3 separate regions of the Zea mays genome follow, and regions 1 and 3 are each linked to region 2. The links are chromatin contacts, called in public Hi-C maps. All regions are on one chromosome and are shown on one strand. Each heading gives the region's core, a stretch centred on a gene start, on an enhancer-like site or on the middle of the called end of the contact. The rest is flanking DNA. Distances are from core to core; before and after follow the strand shown. Region 1 holds the start of LOC100277032. Region 2 holds the start of LOC100283149. Region 3 holds the start of LOC100304348.

Evidence for each region. Hi-C and Micro-C count contacts between places; a contact is called where the count stands out from the background.
Region 1: a Hi-C map of ear shows a contact between it and region 2, with 2.0 times the contacts expected there. The contact joins the promoter of LOC100277032 here to the promoter of LOC100283149 in region 2. A contact is called at or near these places in 7 of 25 Hi-C or Micro-C datasets (ear, leaf, leaf mesophyll and 2 more) and 1 of 3 datasets of contacts at active chromatin or transcription factors (leaf).
Region 3: a contact with region 2 is called in a Hi-C map of endosperm, with 2.5 times the contacts expected there. The contact joins the promoter of LOC100304348 here to the promoter of LOC100283149 in region 2. A contact is called at or near these places in 8 of 25 Hi-C or Micro-C datasets (bundle sheath, ear, endosperm and 3 more).

The regions. Positions count from the first base shown.
Region 1 is chr1:283,353,761-283,357,603 of Zm-B73-REFERENCE-NAM-5.0, forward strand. It overlaps LOC100277032, which reads right to left and starts at 2,353. Exons shown (of 4, transcript NM_001150704.1): 1 at 1,572-2,353; 2 at 1,370-1,471; 3 at 1-26. The coding sequence starts at 2,270.
Region 2 is chr1:283,687,234-283,690,810 of Zm-B73-REFERENCE-NAM-5.0, forward strand. It overlaps LOC100283149, which reads left to right and starts at 1,604. Exons shown (of 3, transcript NM_001156051.1): 1 at 1,604-1,640; 2 at 1,784-1,873; 3 at 2,012-3,147. The coding sequence starts at 1,792. The coding sequence ends at 2,676.
Region 3 is chr1:283,334,246-283,338,137 of Zm-B73-REFERENCE-NAM-5.0, forward strand. LOC100304348 reads left to right here and starts at 1,411. Exons shown (of 1, transcript NM_001165786.1): 1 at 1,411-2,595. The coding sequence starts at 1,783. The coding sequence ends at 2,238. LOC103644012 (kinesin-like protein KIN-12G) reads left to right here. Exons shown (of 21, transcript NM_001351696.1): 21 at 1-678. The coding sequence ends at 225.

The sequences.
Region 1 (3,843 bases), core at 1,103-3,602, 330 kb before region 2:
GTCTCTGCTTCCCCAATGCTGCACTCCTGTTTTAGACAGCAATAAAGCTGCTATTACAACTAGGCAGTAGGCACTCGTTGACGTGGAACACAATCCGTGCCTGTTTTAAAGAGGTAGGGAAGGGTGTGCAGAATATTGTTTTGCAGCACTGAGAGAAGAGCAGGAACCCATGTTTTTTTTTCTTTAGGGCTAGTTTGGGAACACTAATTTCCCATGGGATTTTCATTTTCCCAAGGGAAATTAGTTCATTTTCTTGGGAAAATGAAAATCCCATGGGAAATTAGTGTTCCCAAACTAGCCCTTAGAAGGAAAAGAACCGGAAGCTGAAACCAAACAACCAAATTACTCCCTCCATTTTCAGATATATGGTATAGTTCGGAGATGAGTACAGCCAAATCACTCCCTCCATTTTCAGATATATGACATAGTTTGGCGATGACTACAGACCTTTTACAATATTTACAAAATTAAGGATTGAAACTATAAAGAGTTTGAAGTAACAAAGTAACAAGCCACTGAAAAATGTTCTAAGTTGCATTGTGCAAATGATGCTATATCGTATTAAGAATAAAAAAACTAAAGTATTTCATGCCGCGCAGGTAAAACCAGAAGCTAGAAAGAGCTAGAATTGGAGTCCATCTATTGTATCAACATTGGAATCAGGCCAATAATAGTTTCTTATTATTATGCAGCTGCCAATACTAGCTAATGTGTGAAATGACAATCTTCCAGTTTGCTTCAGCAGTACCTTGTACTCCGCCTTCCAAATTATGTTATTTTAACTTTTTTTAAAGTCCAAACATCTCAGGTTTGACAAAAAAAAAATAGCAGTGACAATACCAAATAAACATCATTAGATTCTTCATTAATCATATTTTCGTAGTATTTCCATTTGATGTCACAAATCTTTGTAATTCTTTATATAATATTGATCAAACTTGAGATGCTTTGACTTGGATGGAATGAATTATAATTTGGAACAGATAGAGTAATACATAAAACAAATTACACAAAACATGTATAAGCACTTATATAGAAGAAAACGAATATATTTTGTACAGAAACAACCCAAATAGCTGCTCTTGTCAGGAAATGCAAGTTGCATGTTGAAAAAGCGATATGAAGCAGTGAAGTGATTCCCCCAACTTACTATGCTCAACCTACAGATTAATTAGTAATTATCTTCAAAACAGCAGGCATATTGCTATTTGAGATTTAACTCGAGGTGTGATTTCGCAAACAGAATGCATATTGCTATCTGCTAATGGATAACCAGGTCATATGGGAGTTAACTCAATGTGTAATTTCGCAAACAGCATATCAGCATGCCAATCATGTCGCTGTGAGATGGTGGAGTAATCGAACTCACCAGAGAGAAAGCGGTCTCCTCGTTAAACCCCGGCGTCCGAGGGGAAGAGCAGTATCCATCCTCGTCAAAGCACGATCTTGTCGAGTGCTTCTCAGCCTTAACCTGCACACAAAGTGAAACATCAACGGGGCGGAGCATTAGCGATCGACCGCCGAGGCACAAAAGCAAAGAACACACAGCGAGACCGTGACAGGGGACGTACCTGAGTGAGCTCCTGCGCGAGGCACTGGATCTGATCGGTGAGCGTGGAAATCTCGTCCCGGAGGCGGCGGTCGGGCTCCGGCTCCGCGTCCGGGAACAGGACGGCGTCTTTGAGCGTCCTGATCTCCTCTCGCTGCCGCAGGCACAGGTCCTTGAGACGCTCCACCTCCCTGTCCTTGTTCTCGAGCTGCAGGCGAAGCGCGGCGATCTCGTCCTCCTGCGCCTTGGTCTGCGCCAGGAGCTCCCGCTCGGTGCGCAGCACCATGGCGAGCGTCCGCGTGTTGGCGTTGTTGCCGCTGTTCTTGACTTCTGTCAGGGCCTTCGTCTTCCTTGGCGCCGCCGCCGCTGTGGACGAGGCTTTCTGGAATAGTTTCCGCGACAGCCCCGGCAGCTTCCCGCCGCCGTTGTTCTTCGCTGCGCTGGCGGCGGCAGGAGGGACCGGGAGCTGGTTCTTGGGCGGCTTCTTGTCCATGGAGATGAGCCGCCGTAGTACGGAACCCAGGTTGCCGTGGGCTTGCGGCTGCGGCTTGGCGCCCAGTAGATCGCGGCCAGATCTCCCCGCGACCACCAATGCGCGGCTGCTGCCGTGCGCTCCTCCCGGGGTCGCGGCGGCCGCGGAAGGCGCCGCACGGCGCGACGAAGGAGACGGGGACGGGGAGTCGTAGGCCGCGTAGCGCGACGCCGCAGACGCCTTCTTCATCTTTGCCTGCGAAACCGTGGAGGTCGGAGGGGGAGGGGAGGACAGGAGGACTAGGCAGAAGAGGGGAGAGTCGGGGGAGGAATGGTAGCGGCCGGCGGCGTTTGAAATTCAAATGGCTCCGCCTCCGTGGCCTGCCGACGTGTCAGTGCTAGTGTGGTAACTAGCGCGGCCTGCGCGATCCCTCTTCGCGTTTCCGGCTTTCCGTCTCGGTGACGGTGGCTGAGGACTGAGGACATGAGGCGTTGTCTACGGAGTGACGGACGCCTTTCGTTTCGCAAAGGCAAGCGCCTGCCACTCGTGTTGTCTGCGGCGTCTTTTCTTTTTCCTGCACCTGCACGCCTCTCGGTCGAAAACTGACGAGAAAACTTCCATCTTTTTCGTTTCAGCATTCAGTTACCAGAAATAGGTGGCTAGGGTCTACAATAGTCTGACATATTTTATCACTGGGAATAGAATCATTTCTAGAATATTCAGGAACGGAAATAAAAAGTGAGATAAACGGGAGCAAGTAAACGAAAATTATCGATGTTTTGAACCTCATTCTGATAAAAAATTATTATACGTGTTCTAATCCGGACGGTAAAAATGAAAATAGGATGGAAAAATCCCGTACCGATCGACATCGTATACCGTAATAACTACTCATATACCGTATCCGAAAAAAACAGTAACGGAAAAATTCTCGGGAAAAAGTGACGGGAACGGGAACAGAAACGATTGAGGTGTTTTTCCGACCGCATTTACGGACCCGTATTTATACGGGAAAATCATGTTGGTGTTCCCGTTTTATCCTACTATCATTTTAGCCCACTTGAAACCTACCAACCAAATATGTTTCAGCCCAAGTAGAAACAACCAGCGTCCATTACCCTTGAAACCTACCAACCAAATATGTTTCAGCCCAAGTAGAAACAACCAGCGTCCATTACCCGTGAGCCGTGAGTAGCCCCAGCCCGCCACCCCTCATCCACGCGAGACGCGATCACCACCACTAAAATTGAGAAATATAGAAGTATACTGGAAATCCTATTGAATTGAAGGGACAAAGTGCTAGGGAACTCTCCAAGTCGAGACAAATTGGAGTAAAGAAGTTTGGCTAAGTTTGTCAAAACTTGCACCAGTCTGGAGAGCACCGGACTGTCTGGCGTGCACTAGACAGTGTCTGGTGCCCATGCTATTAGTTGGTCGAACAGGCCACTCTCAAGAAAGTGCTGAGACACGCTAGCTAAAATTCATCGAATTGTCCAGTAAGTCAGGCGGCCAACGACTCTCGCCAGCGCCAACGGTCGGCGCATAATCAACGGTGGCCACGTGGCGCCCACGTCTGTCGAGCCAACGGTAACTAGGCCGCACCGAAGTGTCCGGTGCGCCATCGGATTGTCTGGTGTGCCAACTGGCCAAAGGCGCGCAGCGGCTGGCAATGGTCGGCTTGGTTGTTTATGGAAGTGAATCGCGCACCGTGGAGTGTCCGGTGTGCACCGGACTATTCGGTGCACCCACGGACAGAAGCCAACCAGGGCCTTCCATACGAAGAAGCAACGATTCCTTTGGGCCTTGGGGCTATAAAAAGGGC
Region 2 (3,577 bases), core at 354-2,853:
GCCAAGCCTTTGCCCGTCGCTGACCCCCCTACTCCCCTAGGCATGCGGTGGGACGGGACCAAGATGCATGATGCATTATGCATTGCCCGCCGGCCGCCTCGGCTTGCGTTGCGTCCGTGTGCCGTTTTCGCGTCCATGTTAGGATGGTCCAGTATGTGTGCATGTGATCCCGTATTTTTTTTTTGCCTTAGGACGCTCGTTTAGAACCGTGCACGTCTCTCGGTCTAAAAACCGCAGCATTCTTTGGCGGCTGGGGCTGGCTTTGGGTAGGGCGCCATTTGTTTTTGCTGGGTTTGTTTTGTTCACGCCACGCCACGCGCCGCCCTCTCGGGGTCAAACGGTAGGGTGAGCGAGGGACAAGATATGGCAATTTTTCCATCGCCCATTCTCCCCAGTCCTCACCCCCCACAGAAAAGGAAGATGATCTCCCCTCTTGCCTCACAAGATCGACGGCACCCAAATACACAAGGATCGGATCACCACCGCCCTCACCCAAATAGAAATAGGGTGCTGGAGGCTGAGGTTGTGATGTATCACCCAAATAGAAATAGTGCGTTGGTGGATTGGTTTGGTTGCCGGTATGGCGATACGCGGGCCGCTGTGCGCGCCAGTGCGGGTGACGACGGGTTCCTGCCTGCCTGCCATCGTCTCATTGAACGCCGGCCGTTGCTGTGGACCCGAACGAACGGATCGCGAGTTCCCGTCGCAACGTGCCGCCACTCGCAAACGACGACCGAACAGACGGCGGCGTGGCCTGCGGGCATGGCGGCACTGGGCCGCGATCCATAGCGTCGTGCACGGCGTGGGCCAGCCGCAGCTATGCCTATCTCGCCGCCGTCGTCGTCCCTCCCAGCGCACGTTTCTGACCCCGAGGCCCGAGCGATGTGCTACGTACGGTGATCACAGACACAGAGCAGGTCTCGATCGTAGCTTTACGTACTCCCCACTCGCTGTTGTTCCTGTCATCCCTTCCCTCCTGCTGCCTCTTGGTGATCGGGCGGGCACGGCATATCATATGCAAGGTCAGAGCGTGAAAGAAATCGTCTGAAAAAACAACTGCTTCTGTGCCTTAACTTGTTAGCCAGAAGGATCCAGAAGAAAGAGCACTACCAAGGCTCGGCACGACGGCACCATCCATCGGCGTCACGAAACGAACCGTTCCATCCCTCACCACCTGACGTGAAAGCACCGGAGCGAGCTCTTTTCTTTTTTTTTTCTTCCTCTTCTTCTCTGGGGCGCAGCCGTGCGGTAATCATCCTGGAGGCGACGGCGGGAGAGCTTTCGGGGTGCGGGCGGTGGGCGGTGGCGGCTTTTAGCCCTCCCCCGACCCCGAGTGCTGCTGTTGCCGGTTTCTGCTTCCAAGTTCCAAAGGGCCTTTCTATCTAGGCATGCATGCCTTCTATCTATTCCTTCTCTGGTTGCTTCTTCTCCCGTGGCTGCTAGCTCTTCTCCACCCCTGCTTTTGTCATCGCCACGGCTCCTCCAAGATGAGTCAGATGACGTGGGAGGCAGCCAGGCGTCGGTGCCTGCTTATATAGCTGCGTATTCACAACACGCCACGGCATCCTCCCCCTCCCTTCCTCTCCCTTCTCTTCTCTTCTTCACTTCACAGCACGATCGAGCCAGTTGCAATCACACAGGTGGTTGTTCTCCTCTCTCTCTCTCTCTCTCTCTCTCTCTCTCTCTCTCTCTCTCTCTCTCTCTCTCTCTCTCTCTCTCTGTTTACCTAGACTAGAGGAAAGGATTTCGTCGTGACCACTGACCAGCGGAGCTGTTCGTGCAGCGCAGACGATGCCGACCATCATCGTCTCGGTGGACCTGGAATGCAGCCGCTGCCGCGCCAAGATCCAGAGGGTGCTCAACAGGATCCAAGGTCTGTTCGCGCTTGCTTGCTACTCCTCTCTGTTGTTCGCTCTTCCCTTTCCGCTTGTACAGGTAGGTCTCGAGACGGTTCGCGTTGATCGCAACTGATAAGTTTCCTGGGACGACGGACGGACGCCTCGGCTTGCAGAGAAGGGCGAGTTCTGCATCGATGACATCGACTTCGACGAGAAGAACAACAAGGTGAAGGTCACGGGGCCCTTCGACCCGGACAAGCTCGCCGACAAGCTGTGCTGCAAGGCGTGCAAGATCATCAAGCAGATCGAGATCGTCGAGCCCCCGCCCCCGCCGCCGCCCAAGCCCAAGGAGGAGCCGAAGAAGGAGGAGCAAGCCCCGCCGCCGCCGGAGAAGAAGGAGGAGGCCGCCCCGCCCCCGCCGGCGAAGGTGGAGCCGCCCAAGGAGGAGCCACCCAAGGAGAAGCCCCCGCCACCCAAGGAGGAGCCGCCCAAGGAGAAGCCACCCCCGCCCAAGGAGGAGAAGCCCGCCCCGGCACCGCCCAAGGAGGAGAAGCCCGCCCCGCCGCCGCCCAAGGTGGTGGAGGTCCCCTACCCGTGGCCGTACCCGTACCCGTACCCTGCGTGGCCGTCCGACTGCTGCTGCCACCACGGCCACGGCGGGTGCCACTGCTGCTCCTGCGGCAAGGCCCCCGAGCCGGCCCCGGCCCCCGCCCCGGCCCCACCCCCGCCGCAGTACTTCCCGCAGTACATGCCCCAGCCGTACCCCTGCAACCCCTGCGGCGGCGGCTACCGGATCGTCTGCGAGGAGGACCCCTCCTACGCCTGCGCCATCATGTGATTCGTTTATTATCAATATCATCCCTTGATGAGTGTACCGTCCGTGTGCGTACCATGGCCTTAATTACCATTATACCCAACCCCACCCTAAAAAAAACCCCAGTACGTCGTCTCATCATCATTCCGTACCTCCTCCTGTATAATCGCCGTACAGATTCATCATATATATACTCTATACATATATAGCATCATGTATACACCGCCGTACCCCCTGTCATCTCTTTATGTAGATTGTGCATTATGTTCTGCGCGCTTCGTTTTGGTAATTACAGTATATGCCAGTCAGGCTAAGTGAGAGAATAAAATAAGCAATGATGCTGTTGTTTTTTTTTTCTTCTGTGTGTGTAAAGAAAAAGGGCAAGGTGAGAGAGTTCATCCGTTGATGGCAGCAGAAATGTCCTACCTTGCACACCAGCATCCCTTTCTTTATGTTGCACCCAGGGAAAAAAAAATAAACAGTTGCTTTTATCAACGCTTTCGTTTATCTCGCTTCCGTTTTGTCACCACACCACAAGCGATGTAACGTGGCATGGTTTGGCCTAGTGTTTAGGGTTTATGACGTGTAAAGGAGACAGGACGGTGATGTTGAAGTAAGGCGCGACTAGCACGTTGCTATGCTAACCCAAGGCGGCAGTAGAGTGCGTGTGTGTGTGTGTCACTGTGGAGGCCGGGAGAGTGAGGAGGAACAGCGTCAGATGACGCGAACACGGGAGGCGCGAAAGCGAGATGGGCAGCGAAAGCTGGGCGCGTCGCGTATGGTATTTGGGTGTGGCCTGCCTTGAGCGGCGGGGTACGAGGCGTAGGCGCAAGGAAGGAGCCATACGGACGTAGTCACACGTAGCGCGCGCGACCGACACGGCGACGTGGACGCACGGGATGGCTCCGCGGAGGCGCGACAGCTG
Region 3 (3,892 bases), core at 161-2,660, 350 kb before region 2:
TTGCAGTATCAAGCCAGGGACATGGATAAACTTCAGTCGAAGCTGAACCAAGCGATCCGGGAGCTGGGTGAGCTTCTGCAAGATAGAAGAAGCCTAACCGCTTGCAGTCTGGATGAACCCACGCTGCCCGTTGGTGAAAAGGTGGCAGCAGACCTTGAGGCCGTCCGGATTCATGTCGATGAAGCTAAGCAGCTTTTGATTCTCGACAACCAAGCTAATTCATGAACCTGCGCAGCTAGTTTCAGGTCCCTTATAAAGATGCGACGAGTGACAGGCTAGTCTGTCTTGGCTTCTGCTGTTCAGATCCTTAGTACGTAGTAGCAAGACATCAGAGATGGGAAGCTGCGGAATTTGCTTCATTAGTTGGAAGCTATCTGAAGCCGAATCTGCTGATTCTTTTTTCCGTGGATCAGCTACCTTCTTCTGGTGGTCTTGCTTCGAGTCAAAACAACAGGTCCTGCAAGCCACTGTTCCGGATCCGATTTCTCCTCTGGTGTACACTTCAAGATGGAGCGGAGAAACTGATCCGACTTAGGCTTGACCTTTTGCTTCTGTAACTCTCCAGAGACTGGTAGCAACTAGCAACCAGTGGGTGGACTTGTATCACAACTTAATCTGAGCCAGGTGTCTTATTTTATTTATGCTATAAGTGCACAAATGCTGCACTCCAGTTTCTTGTAGAAATTTTCGGGCTGATCTTGAATTTTACCTGCTGAAGAGTTTCCGTGTTCTGCTGCTGTACTGTAAACAGGTGTGCCAGGTTTGTAGGGGGACCCCCTGGATTCTGTGGTCTGTTGTTTTTTCATTCGACTGATTTTCTGTTTGCGCAGTATGGACTCCTCTGGAAGCTTCATCGGCTCTTGTCCCGTTGCTTATTTTGATCCTTGTCCTTTCTCCCGTTCCTCCAAACGCCTCTATGGTCAGCAGCCGAAGAAGAGGAAGAACAAACAGCGATGTCCAGCTGGCATTTGCCATTATCTTAAGCGCGACAACCAAGTGGCGCAACCCTGTAGCCTCCCCAGCTCTACACCGTGGACCACAACCAACGCCGTTTGACCCAATCAATGAAAATTAGTAAACCACGCACGAAACAAGACGGATACCAACTTCCGAACAACGAGCGCTTAGCGGCAAAGCGTGCGGCCGTCACCGTCAGATTCGCGATTCGACGTCGTCCATCATCAGAATCACCAGGCCGCGTGCGCTCGTGCTGAGCCGGAGCCAGCGCGCGGCCGACTCGGACTCCACCCGTCCGCGGTGGGCACGCGACGGCTCCTTCGGCTGTCTCCATCGCGTCCCGCGTGGCGTCGCCCGCGTTCCCACGTCACAAAACCCGCCGCGTCTTGACAAATTTGTGCATAAATGTTTCGTGTGTTTTGCAGTCTTGCGGTCACCATCCGGCGAACGGGAGCGATAAATACGTCACGGGCGGAGGAAAATTGGGGATTGATTTTTTTTCCCCTCTCTTTCCCGGCGGGGAGGCGCGGAGCAGCCGCGACCGCGAGAAAGAAAAGGAAGCCGACGCCACGCACGCCATCGCCGCCTCTATCCTCGTCCTCTCCCTCCCCCTCTCTCTCTCCCTGCTCCACCTCCACCAACCAATACACACCTCCCTCTCTAAATACCACTCCGTCCGAGAGCACAAAGCAGGGTATCTTCCTTTTAAAAGAAATCTTGGCTGGGTGTTGACGCACGCAGCCGGCGGCAACCTGTGCGGGGAGCGCCAAGGGCTCCAGGAAAGAATCGGCGGCGGGCTCGCGATCGGGAAGGGGAGCGGGGCGCATGCGCGAGCACTGGCACGGCGACGGCGACGGCGACGGCGAGGACGAGCATGAGCCCCAGCCGGGGTGCGGGGAGGGCGCGGGGCAGGCGGCGGCGAACTGCGCGGCGGTGTGCTGCTGCTGCCCGCTGGCGCTGCTCGACGTGCTGCTGCTCGTCACCGTCCGGCTCCCCGCGGGCGTCATGCGGCGGGTGAGGAGGAGGCGCCGGCGCCGCCGCGGCCACGGAGGTGCCGGAGCCAACCGGAAGAGGCCGGCGCCCGCGTCGCCTTCGGGAAGCAGCGGCAAGGCGATGATCGGAGCGGCGACGCTAGACATCGACGAGGAGGCGCGCGGCGAGGTGGAGTCGGCGGCGGCGGCGGAGCTGGAGCGCGAGATCATGAGCTCGCACTTCTACGGCGCCGGCTTCTGGCGCAGCGTCTCCTCCAACTCCAGCTCCTCGTCCAGGCGCTACCAATAGATGCGCGTTCTGGCGTAAATAGTGAGCACTCGGTCGCTACTAAACTACCCACGATTACTCCATCTGTTCTTGGAGTCTCCTCCAACTGCCAGTCAGCGCAGCATGCATGGCAAAAGGAGCAGCAGCCTTCGGCATCGTGCAAGTGCACTTATTCTGAATGGACACGTGCGAAACTGGCACGTGCGGGTTGCATCATTGTACTGCTACGCCATTGTCTCGAGCATGGACCACGCCAGCAGCTGCAGCTTGGGATGGAGAAGCGAAAGGGGTCAGTGATTGTGCTTAGGTTTTTCATCTCTCTCCTAATCTTTTTTGTGTAACTGGAGCAGGAAATGCTGAAACCTCAAGCTTCTGTCCAAACGATGTACTCCTATTTAGTATTATTGATTGATTGAGAGGCCGATCGATAACAAATGAACAAATAGAACACTGTTCATGACGCAGTGCTTTTTTTCTCCTGCGTCACTGCGTGCTTTTGCGTGTGTGCACGAGCTAAATCCAGATCGAGTTCATTTCTATTTATTTTTAGACTAAAATTAATTAAAAATTCTAATTTGTTAAAATAACATTTAGATCATAACCTATTATAACCTCTACCGGCGGACTCCTTCATTCGATCGGCGCCGTTGCAGAGGATCCCTCCATGACACCTTCGCTTATAGAGGAAATACTATTTGACCAAAAGCTAAGGCGGCCTTCGATAGCTATCTTTACTCATTCTTTATCTTATCTTATATTTCAAACTTCACTTAACAATTAGTGTAATCTACAATTCAATTTTCAATTTTACATGACCTGTTGCAGATAATCTAATAGTTGACATACGTCTACAATTATCTCCTTAGATCCAATGAGGTCAAGTTAATAGTTTAGCTAATTGTTAGTAAAATAATAAACTAATAAATACCTTTACTAATTAGATCAAATTAACTAATAATAATTAACATTAGTCGTGATATTTTAATTGTTAACAATGCAAACTGGTTGTAATGCTCTATTTTGTTCCATAAAGCTAAACATTAGCTCATTTGAATCTGAATGGATTCAGCAAATTGTTAGATAATCTCAAACTAACAACTATCTTAATGTAGTCCTATTTAATTGCACTAGGGCCTGTTTGAATTTACTAAAGCTAATAGTTAGCTGCAGACATCCAACAGATTAACTAATAATTCAGCTATTAGCTACGTTTAATAAATCAGTTAATAGTTAGCCAACAATTATTAGCTAGCTAATTCTATATAGTAACTTTTTAGTCAGTTAACTATTAACTCTGGTGCATTCAACTAGAGCCTAAAGCTAATAGTTAGCTGCTACAATTAGCCGGAGATATCCAAAGAACCTAACTAATAATTCAATTATTAGCTGCTTTTAGCTGGAGACATCTAAACGCCCTCAGCTAAGAGCATCTTCAAGAGACTAGCTAAATAACTCGTCAAACCAAAATTTGAATACTCAATATTAAAATAACTCTCCAACAGACTAGCTATCCGACTCTCCAAATTGGCTCTCTCACTAGTCAAATTTGGCTAGCCACCTAAATAGCCAAATTAAATAGACAGTCTGTTGGAGTGAGATACTATATATAAAGTATAATCTTTATGAAAAGGTAAATAAATAGTCAAATAATTCAGCTAACTATTACTTGAACCTT